Regions from separate parts of the Mus musculus genome. Here region 2 is linked to region 1. The links are chromatin contacts, called in public promoter capture Hi-C maps. All regions are on one chromosome and are shown on one strand. Each heading gives the region's core, a stretch centred on a gene start, on an enhancer-like site or on the middle of the called end of the contact. The rest is flanking DNA. Distances are from core to core; before and after follow the strand shown. Region 1 holds the start of Syp (synaptophysin). Region 2 holds the start of Glod5 (glyoxalase domain containing 5).

Region 1 (5,231 bases), core at 1,328-3,827:
AGCACAGCAAATGATGCCAAACGGGATCACCAGTGGGGAGTGTCTGAAGTAGAGCCCTCCTCACTCGTGAGACAGGCAGTTCTTATTTCTATCTCTTGAGTCAACCAAGCCAGAAAATTTGAGGGAAACCACAATCAAAGACTAGGACTCAAACTCAGTTACACAGGGACTTGAAACAAAGGCTTGGAGCAGTTGGGCTAACGTCTGGTGAAAGCGCAAGTTAGAGCGGAAGCATAAAATCCACTGAAAACTAAGGTTGGGGGCTCTACCATGCAGTCCTGAATGCTAGGCTCTAAAAGCACGGGGAACCATAGGAAGGCATTGAGTAAGGTAGTGACACAGTTAACTGTGCATTTTAAATAGATGCTCTGGTGGTATGCTGAAAACAGAATAGAGGGAAAGAGACTGGAGATGCTAAAATTAGCAGAAACGATGGTTACCTTAGCAGGGAAGGTAAAGGGGGAAAACAGTGAGAAGTCAATGGCTTCCAAAATAGTAAAATGAACCCTATTCTAAGTGCACTGTAGTTGATTATCTGTGGGGGGCAGGGGAGGTAAAGGCAGGGTTTCTCTGTGTGTAGCCTTGGCTGTTCTGGAACTCACTCTGTAGACTGGGCTGGCCTCAAACTCACAGAGATCCACCTGCTTCTGCCTCCTGAGTGCTGGAATCAAAGGCGTGTGCCACCATCACCTGGCAATTATCTTTTTTTAACCAGCACAATCATACACATAATATTTTAAAACATTTTACATGTCCAAAATCAAACAGGAGTAAATATTAGAAATGAGATTCAAACAACCGAGAGCTAAAACGCAAACAATTGGGAAGTATCTATTATATACTTGTGTTTTGTAAATAAATATGGGAGCCAGGCATGGTGGCACATGCCTTTAATCCTAGCATTTTGGAGGCAAAGGCAGGCAGATCTCTATAAGTTCGTGGCCAGCCTGATCTATACAGAGTGAATTCCAGGACAGCCAGGGCTACAGAGAGAAACCCTGTCTCAGAAAAATAAAATAAAATAAAATAAAATAAAATAAAATAAAATAAAATAAAAGGTACAGGGGCTAGGGAGATATCTCAGAAGGTAAAAGTGATGGCCAAGCCTGAAGACCTGAGATAGATCCACAGGACCAATGTGGTGGAGAGAACTGACTCCCAAAAGCTGTCTTCTGACTTCGACTTGTGCACCCACACATACACACAGTAAATAATTAAATGTTAAGAAAAGTATAAAAGCCAGAGCTAGCCGGGCAGTGGTGGCGCACACCTTTAGTCCCAGCACTTGGAGGCAGAAGCAGGCAGATCTCTATGAGTCCGAGATCTACAGAGTGAATTCCAGGACATCCAAGGCTACTGAGACAAACCCTGTCTCAGAGAAAAAAAAAAGCCAGAGCTCACATGATGCAGAGATAACATGCCAGCACCTGGGCAGGGGAGGAAAAAGGATAAGCTGAGGATAAGGTCATCCTCAGCTGCCTGGGAAAGGCATGGCCAGCCTCAGGCTAAGTGAAATCCTATCTCAAATATACAGCCGGGCAATGGTGGCCCACGCCTTTAGTCCCAGCACTTGGGAGGCAGAGGCAGGCGGATTTCTGAGTTCGAGGCCAGCCTGGGCTACCAAGTAAGTTCCAGGACAGCCAGGGATACACAGAAAAAAACCGGCCTCAAAAAAAAAAAAGAAAGAAACAAACAAACAAACAAATAAATGGTATCCAGTCAAATGTTTCCAAATTCAAGCAACAGAAGGGTATAAAATGGTGATTTTAATCTCAACTATATTTTTTCCCTTGCATTTTGTAACATGGCAATCATCACTGAGGGTGCTGGGCCTAGTTTTAGTATCATGAAAGAAGGTAAGTAGTCTGTTAAGAGACAGCAGAACCCACACAGTGAGATGAGAGAACCTATCTGGCAGGTAGTCCTCTCCTCACACTTATACAGGATTGCCCCTCCCCTTCCCTCCGTCCCTCTCTCTATGCTAAATAAATGTATTGTTAAAAGAAAGGGAGCTATCACACAATAAATACATGGATTTTTAAAAGAGGGCCAAGGAATAAACAGAAGGTAAACTATATAGTCGGCTATAATTTGACCAAGAAGAAGAGAAAAAAAATGAGATGGTTAGAGTTTGGATGTGCTTAAAATGCAGGTTTTCCAAAAGGAACCCTCTAGACCTTGAACTGTCTTTAAACTGTGGAGACGTTTAAACTGCAAGGACTCTGAACACTGCCATTACCTAGCTGTGTGACCTTGTGCAAGTCACTTAATCTCTCTGGAGACTCATTTTCCTCATCTGTAAAAACAGGACTAATAGTCACTGCTACATAGGGATTAAATGAGAGAACACACTTAACAAACAGGACTCAGGTTGGCAAAATGTCATCCGGTAGAACTGAGCGGTCCTCTTACCACCCCCCTCCCCCAGAGCTACCTGTTTTCTAAAAGGACCCTTCGCTCAGAGACCCAGAGTCTCTAGCCTCCCGAATGGAATGGCCGCAGGCGAGTTGGGGCGGGCGAGGAGTATGGGGCGGGGGGGAGCCATGGTGCGCAGGCGCTTGCTCAAAAGATAGGCAGGGTGCAAGGGGCGTGGCTGCCGCCGACTGGGCTGTTCCGACGATCGCGCACCGCCCCCGCCGCTCCCCGCGCCCGCCCTTGCTACCAGGCACCTTCCGCCCCCCGCATTGCTGATGCTGCTGCTGGCAGACATGGACGTGGTGAATCAGGTACGCGCTCCAGCACCGTGGACAGAGCCCGGCGCTTGCAGAAATCTGGGTGGCTTTGGCCCTCGAACCCTGAGAGGTGGTGGCGAGGGGAGCAGAGATACGGTCGCTGGAGCTGGGGCTGGGGCTGGGGCTGGGGCTAGGGGTCTGCAGCAGGCAAGGGGAAAGGGGGAGGTGGAGAAAAGGAGTGCGCTCTTTGCCGCAGCGAAGGCTGTCCTCACTGCCGCAGAGGGGGCCTCCAGATGCCCCAAAAGAACTGTCGACCTGGAGGGGGAAAAGAGAGATTCGGGTCTAGGAAGAGGGCAAAGGGGTAGAGAAGGGGAGGGGATAATGAAAAATGACTCGGGGGGCTGCAGATGAGCTAGGAAATAGAGCGACAGAAGGTGTGGGGGCGGGGTGGGGGAGGGTTGGCACCCGCCCCTCCCAAAAAGAATGCACCCCGGTAGATGACGACCCTTTCACCCCCGGAGCAGATCTAGAGGAGGACGATCCAATTTTGCCTCTCCAAAAAACCCCAGACTCCTCGTTCTCAGCGCATGTCCAGTAAACCCATGCCCCCAGCTCTTTCCCACCTTAAGAGATCACCTCCGCCATCTCCCTCTTCTTCGTCACCTCAAAATCGGCTTTCTCCCTAACCGGTAGCGACCCCTCCCCATCCCCATCTCCTCAGACACAACCATCGTCATCTGACTCACCTTTACCACTGCAGACCTCTCCCCTCTGCTGTTGTGACTCACCTTCAGCACTTGGTGCCCCCTCCCCCACTCTAATGAACCCCATCTTCTTCCACTCAACCTTTTCTCCAATCTGACTCACCTTTAAGCAGTTCAGACCTTCCTTCGCTAACTAGTCTGGACCCCCATCTATTTTCTACACCCAACCTCCTCTGCCATGTGACTCATCACCTCACACTTCACCACTCCTGAGCCCTGGGGGTGGGGGGCTGCTGAGACCCTGATGTTTACTCCGTCCCCAAAGTGTCGTTTTTCTCCTCCTCACTCCCTCTCCATATGTCACCCACTCCCGGAGGGTCACATGTCCTATCCCCAGGGATCATTGCTTGGCAGCCTGGCCCCTCACTTCCATCCCTATTTCCCACACCCCTTCCCCTCCCCACTGTTTTTCTCCTCAGCTGGTGGCTGGGGGTCAGTTCCGGGTGGTCAAGGAGCCCCTTGGCTTCGTGAAGGTGCTGCAGTGGGTGAGTGTGGTCCGGGCTATAGGTGGGGGAAGTACAGGGGGAGATGGTGGTGGTGATGGGCTCCAGCAAAACAGAGGGGTGAGGCAGGAGGCGTCCTACTGAACTGGTGGGTGGAACGACAGGGGTGGAAGGAGATGAGGGAATTGGGCTCCAGAGTAAGGTCCCAGGGATTTAAGGACAGGGAACAGAAGGCTATGACGTCACATAAGGCCGTGGGTACCCCTGTTGTGAAGTGACAGAGTGTGACGTTCTACCTCCTCTCTTGAACTAAAGGAGGAAAGGATGGGAGGTGGAGCCTGAAGCCCTGACTGCTGAAAGAGAGATGCAAAACCAGAAAAATCCAGAGACAGCCAAGGAGACAGAGTATGAGAGGCAGGGGACGGTGGTAATGGCAGTGCTGAGTAAAAGAAATGAGAGCCAGGGAGCTGCTCTCAGAGCAGGAAAATGTGTAGGGGAAAGAAAGGCACACACAGATATAAGGAATCTCAAAAGAGAAAACAGAAGGCAACAGACAGAAGGCACAAGGGAGCCAGAGAACCAGAGAGACCTTGTGAAAGACTTAACAGACAGACAAGCAGGGCAAGAAACAGGCGCGGGAGGGAGAGGGAGAGAGAGAGAGAGGGGAGAGAGAGAGAGAGAGAGAGAGAGAGAGAGAGAGAGGAGAGAGGAGAGAGAGAGAGAGAGGAGAGAGGAGAGAGAGAGAGAGAGAGAGAGAGAGAGAGGAGAGAGGAGAGAGAGAGAGAGAGGAGAGAGAGAGAGGGGGGGGAGAGAGGAGAGAGATTAATGGGGAAAGTGTGTATGAGAGAGGTGGAGAGCATGCATAAAAACACACAGATACTGAGAGACAGAGATATAGTGATCATGAGAGAAAGGGGAGGGGAGAGGAGAGAAAACGAATAGAGGAAAGAGGAGGAAAGGCGAGGCGGAGGGGAGGGAAGGAGAAGCCAGAGCACCTAGAGGTAAAAAAACGGAGAGACACAGGGAAAGAGAAACAGCCACACCCCTGTAATCAGCTTGTGCTAGGACCCGATGAGCCCTGATTAGAGGGGTGGGGGTGGGGACCTCTCCATCTGCTACTGTCTGTGCTGCCCCCCCTCAATCTGTCCAGAGGAGGGCACTCCCTCCCACATGCATACAGGCTCACTACAGCCATCCACCTCCCTGCTACCCAAGGTCTTTGCCATCTTCGCCTTTGCTACGTGCGGCAGCTACACCGGAGAGCTTCGGCTGAGCGTGGAGTGTGCCAACAAGACGGAGAGTGCCCTCAACATCGAAGTCGAATTTGAGTACCCATTCAGGTGTGCCCCTGC
Region 2 (5,231 bases), core at 1,339-3,838, 380 kb after region 1:
TACTGCATACAGGAGGCACACCGACACACTCCCATTCTCATAAAATAATCAAATTAAAGTAAATATTTAAGGCCAGACATGGTGGCACGTTTTTAACTTCCCACAATGCTTGCACTTTCCAGCACTGGGAGCGGTGGGATTAACCTACAGAAGGCAAAATAGAGGGGCCCAGAGAATAACTAACTGGCCTGCCTCCTGTGCATCAGTCTCAGGCTGATGGGTTTGGGGCTGAAGGTGACAAAGTGCTTTAGTCAGGGGCTGGGGTTCCCTTCCTTTTCCTCCTGCTAGAGAAAGGAGAAGACTAGGAAAGTGGAATTTATCTCTTGTGAAGACAAGATTCAGAGCACCCCTCAACCCCCCAGCTCCCTCCTTTTCTGATCTGCAGCTATAGCTGTGGGCTGGGTAGGGCTAGAGAGCCGATGCAGAGGTGAGAGCTCTGACTGCTCTTGCAAAAAGGACTGGGGTTCAACTTCCCAGCGCCCACATGGTGGCTCACAGCTCTCTGTATCTGCAGTTCCAGGGAATCCATGCACAGACACACATCCAGGCAAAACACCCAAACGCACGTCACAAGAAAAGGAAGAGCCGGGCGTGGTGGCGCACACCTTTAATCCCATCACTCGGAGACAGAGGTAGGCAGATGTCTGAGTCTACAAAGTGAGTTCCAGGGCAGCCAGGTCTACACAGAGAAACCCTGTCTCGGAAAAAAAAATGACGCCAAGTGTGCTGCTGTGCCCCTGTAATCTCAACACTTGAGAAGCTGAGGCAGGAGAATGACGAGTTTCAAGATCAACTAAGCACTGCGGTGAGACCTTTTCTCCAAAACAAAGTAAAACTACAGAACGAGGGTATATTGCTGGACCTGGGTTCGGTTTCCTGCACCCACGTGGTGGTCCACAACTGTCTGTAACTGTACTGGCCCCTACAATCACTGCATACACGTGGTACACATGTATTCATTGCAGGCAAGATACTCATACACATAGCATAAAAAATGGGGGTTTTGTTTGTCTGGTTTTTTTGAGACAGGACTTCTCTGTGCAGTCCTGGCTGTTCACACTGACTTTGGAGACCAGGCTGACCTCAAACTCAGAGATCCACCTACCTCTGCCTTCCTAGTGCTGGAATTAAAGGCCTGTGCCACCACCTCCTGGCACAAAATTAATTGTTTTAAAGGAAAAATGTCTGTGCATGCGAGCCATTCAGATATCTACTTGGGAAACAGTCAGTTTCCCAAACCCTAAACCAACCAACTAACCAAAGAAGTAACTAAGGGGCATTCAGGCCCCTGGAAGAGAAAGCTGTATATTTTGTTTTAGGTTTTCCAATCCTATTTGGGGCTCCGTGTTCACAGCTTTCCCAAAGGACCAGAATTTGATTCCTAGTACTCATGCTAGGCAGCTTACAAAGGCTTGTAACCCCCGACTCCACGGGATTTGGTGCCCTCTTCTGGCCACTATAGGCAGCTGCACTAACATACACATGAATTAAAAATAGTCCTGTTGAAAATGTTTGTTGAATCTGTATGAGCGCCCTGTTTAGTTCCTGATATAACTACTTTATGCTTTTCTCCTCGTGTCTATGGTGTAAAGAGAAATTACTAGTATTTTCTGAATCTGATTGAAGCAGCAGCCCTGAACATAGCCGATTTTTATTGCACATTTGCTTTCTCTTTCCATCTCTGTGCTCATCTCTCCCCTCTTATTTATTTTAATGGTTTAAGCAAAGCTGTTCATTTCCCAGTTCCGGTCACTGACTTTCAGGATTTTCTATTTTATTTTATTATTATTTATTTATTTGATTTGTTTTTTATTTTTTTCGAGACAGCGTTTCTCTGTATAGCCCTGGCTGTCCTGGAACTCACCAGGCTGGCCTCGAACTCAGAAATCTGCCTGCCTCTGCCTCCTGAATGCTGGGATTAAAGGAGTGCACCACCACACCCAGCTAGGATTTTTTATTTTTTATTTTTACTTTTGCAATCTGCATTTCTATCTGCATGGTTCCCCCGAAGTACTGCTTTTGGGGCACCCCCAGTGCTGAGGGTCTAGAAAATAAGCTCATCCATTTCTCTGAGTAGTCAGTGCCCTGGACAGCACGGCCTCCCTCCTTTGGTCTGCTCCAGAGTCCTCTTAAAGGTTCCCTCCAGCCTTTCAGGGCCTCTGAGTCTTTTGACCAGCTTCAAGGTCATTGTTTCTCGGGGGCCCTTCTGACACAGCTCTGTCCTGAGTGCCTCATGGGCATTCTCCAGGAACCACCTTTGGGTGTCTCTACGTGTCTGAAGCTGAACTGTCTCCCCAGTGAAGCACCCAGAGAGAGCGGCCAACCCTTAAACCCGAGCCCTCCACAAGCCCAAGCAGGGCTTCTGCTGCCCTCTGGTTATCTTTAAGAAAAGCCCAAGGAAGCTAAAGCCACAAGGGTGTCCCTGAGAAGGAAAGCAAGTCAGCAGACCCAGGTTGGGTACCCCCAGCCTGGTCAATACTCATGCCCCAAAGCCTCCACGACCCCACACTTACCTGACTTTCAGATGTTGGATCACACATCTTTCCTGGTAGACTGGAAGGCAGGTAGGTTGGGGCTGAGGCTGGCTCTGTGCCTGGAGATCAAGGGGCAGGAATGGGAGGTGCTAGCTGAGGACATTGGGTGTGGACAGAGGCAGGAGGTGAAAAGCAGGAAGACTAACTGAAACTCGGGGTACAGCTTAGTGGTACAACAGTGCTGAAGAAACCCTGGGTTCTACTTCTAGCAGTGCAAAACCAAGCCAAACACTGCCAGCCTTGAGAATAAAAGTACAAATATAAGTGCTTCCTCTTTTGAGGAGCTGAGGGTCTTGATAAGTTGTTGAGATTGGTCCCTAATGGTCCTTCTCTGTCAACTGCCAGATGTGTCACGTCCTGCTAAGCAATCATCCATAAGAACACAGAAAACCAGGAAAGCACCCATCGAGAGTGTTGAGACTAGCAGTGCCCTATGAGAGAGCTCCGATCCACCTTGTAGTGTGTGACTAGGATGGAGTGTCTGAAAGAGTTGCTTGTGGGTCTGCAGCTGAGTGAGGATTCTTTTAAATGGCTATGGGTGTTTTGCCTGCTTTCATGTCTCTGCACTACATTCATGCTTTCCGATTGCAGAGGATAGAAGATGGCATTGGATATCCTGGAACTGGCCTTACAGACAACTGGTTGTACGCTAGCTACCACATGCAGATTGGGAATCAAACCTAGGTACTCCAGAAGAGCAGCAGATGCTTTTAACTGCTAAACCATCTCTCTAGTCCTGAGCTAAGATTTTTTTTTTTTTGAAAGGGGGTCTCGCTGTATTTGAAGCCTCACAATTCCTATCCACGCTTGGTCCCCTCCCCACCCCACCACTATTTGCTTCGCTTTCACAAGCTTTCTATCTATGGGTTACCTATCAGGACCAGGGTTAGGTGAGTCTGAGATTTTTGCCTCTGGGTACATACCTGGGTGCCCTGGGTGTTATTAAACATATGGTTTTCCTTTAAAAATTATTTCCAAGGCCTATAATCCTAGCTACTCAAAAGGCTGGAGCAAAAGGAGCAAAAATTTGAGGCCAGGGTACTGGCTTAAAGCTTAGGAGCTCTGGCTATGCTTCCAGAGGACCACAGTTCAATCCTCAGCCCCAACATGGTGAGGGCTATAACTCTAGTCCCTAGGAATCCAACTCCCTCTTCTGGCCTCCTCAGGCAGCGTACATCCAAGTGGTACAAAGACATACATGCTAGCAAAATATGTCTGCCCATAAAATAATGTTTTAAAAAAATTCAAGACAACCTGGGCAAATCATTAAGATCATCTCTGAAAATAAAATTTTAAAAAATTGCAGGGGTTGGGGATTTAGCTCAGTTGTAGAGCACTTGCCTAGCAAGTGCAAGGCCCTGGGTTTGGTCCTCAGCTCTGGAAAAAAAAAATGCTAGGGACATTTAGCGTTAGCAGTAGCATGTTTGCCTGGCTCCAGGTTCAATTGCCAGCACAGGGGGGCGGGGGGGGGGCAAGTTTTGTAGAGCCAGGCTGGAGCACAGATCTGCAATTCCAGCCTCCGGGAAGCCAAGGCAGAAGTGTGAGTTCCAGACCAGCCTGGGTGACAGAGTAAATTCTATAGTGAAACTCTATCTCCAAAAAGGCTGGGCATGTAGTGGAGCTCAATGACTCAGTAGTAGACTGCCCTGGCAGTACCAGGCTCTGGACTTGATCACCAGCATGGGAAATAAAGATGCAAGTGAGTGCCACCTACTTCTAGGGACTACACAGGTCATCCCTGCCCCATCCACAAAGTGACTATTTAGGGGGGCTAGAGAGATGTCTCAGTGGTTAAGAGCACTGGCTGCTCTTCCAAAAGTTCTGAGTTCAATCCCCAGCAACCACATGGTGGCTTATGACCATCTGTGATGAGTTTGGATGCCCTCTTCTGGCATGCAGGTGTAATGCAGACAGCATTCATATATGTAAAACAAATAAATCTTTTTTAAAAAGTGGCTTTCATTGGAGTCAGTTCCAGCTGTTTAGTTTTAGATACTTTCCTGTGGGCTCATGAGCATGTGGGCTGTGTGTGCTCACATCTGGCTTTCTTTTGCTTGTCTTGTAAAGGGCACTTCACTCTGCATGTGGATACACAGAGCGCTTGTATTGTGCATTGTACTTAGTGGATGCTCTGTGTCCAATAGGAAGCCAACATCCTCCACAGCACTCAGCAACAGTCATTGACTATGAATGGTGCTTCTTTGTTCTTTTTGAGATGGAGTCTCTTTATGTAGCTGCCTAGGATGGTCTTTGGCTCACAGAAACCTGACGTATAGGTGGGTATTTATTAGATTTTCCCCACTAAGGCTTCTCTTCAGTTTTAGGCTTTTTTTTCTAAATTAAATTTTAAATGTATGCATATGTGTGTGTATGTGCCACATGTGTGCAGGTGCCCATGGAGACTAGAAGAAGGTGTCAAAGCCCCTGGAGCCAGAGTTACAGGCAGTTTCAAGCTGCCTGGCGTATAGGTGTTGAGATCTGAACTTGGGTCCTCTGGAAGAGCAGTAAGCACATAACCTCCGTGCCACAAATCTTTTGCCTTTCACAGGGTTTCCTCATCAGCCCTATAAGCCCTGTGTCCACTGCTTCGTGCACTTATGTAAAACTGTCGGGTGTGTTACTAAGGATACTTCCGAGGAACAGAACCAACATACTAATTATTTAAAAGCACTAGCTCATATTATTATGGAAGCTGAA

Evidence for each region. Promoter capture Hi-C pulls out the DNA fragments that hold promoters and counts their contacts.
Region 2: a contact with region 1 is called in a promoter capture Hi-C map of pre-B cells, with 4 times the contacts expected there. The contact joins the promoter of Glod5 here to the promoter of Syp in region 1. A contact is called at or near these places in 3 of 39 promoter capture datasets (liver, pre-B cells and stem cell-derived epiblast-like cells) and 1 of 9 other capture datasets (adipose tissue).

Annotation. Positions count from the first base shown.
Region 1 is chrX:7,636,003-7,641,233 of GRCm38.p6, forward strand. It overlaps Syp (synaptophysin), which reads left to right and starts at 2,578. Exons shown (of 7, transcript NM_009305.2): 1 at 2,578-2,726; 2 at 3,856-3,921; 3 at 5,095-5,219. The coding sequence starts at 2,691.
Region 2 is chrX:8,015,904-8,021,134 of GRCm38.p6, forward strand. It overlaps Glod5 (glyoxalase domain containing 5), which reads right to left and starts at 2,589. Exons shown (of 4, transcript NM_027227.2): 1 at 2,514-2,589. The coding sequence starts at 2,540. All of the region lies in intron 2 of Gm39488 (a long non-coding RNA gene), which reads left to right.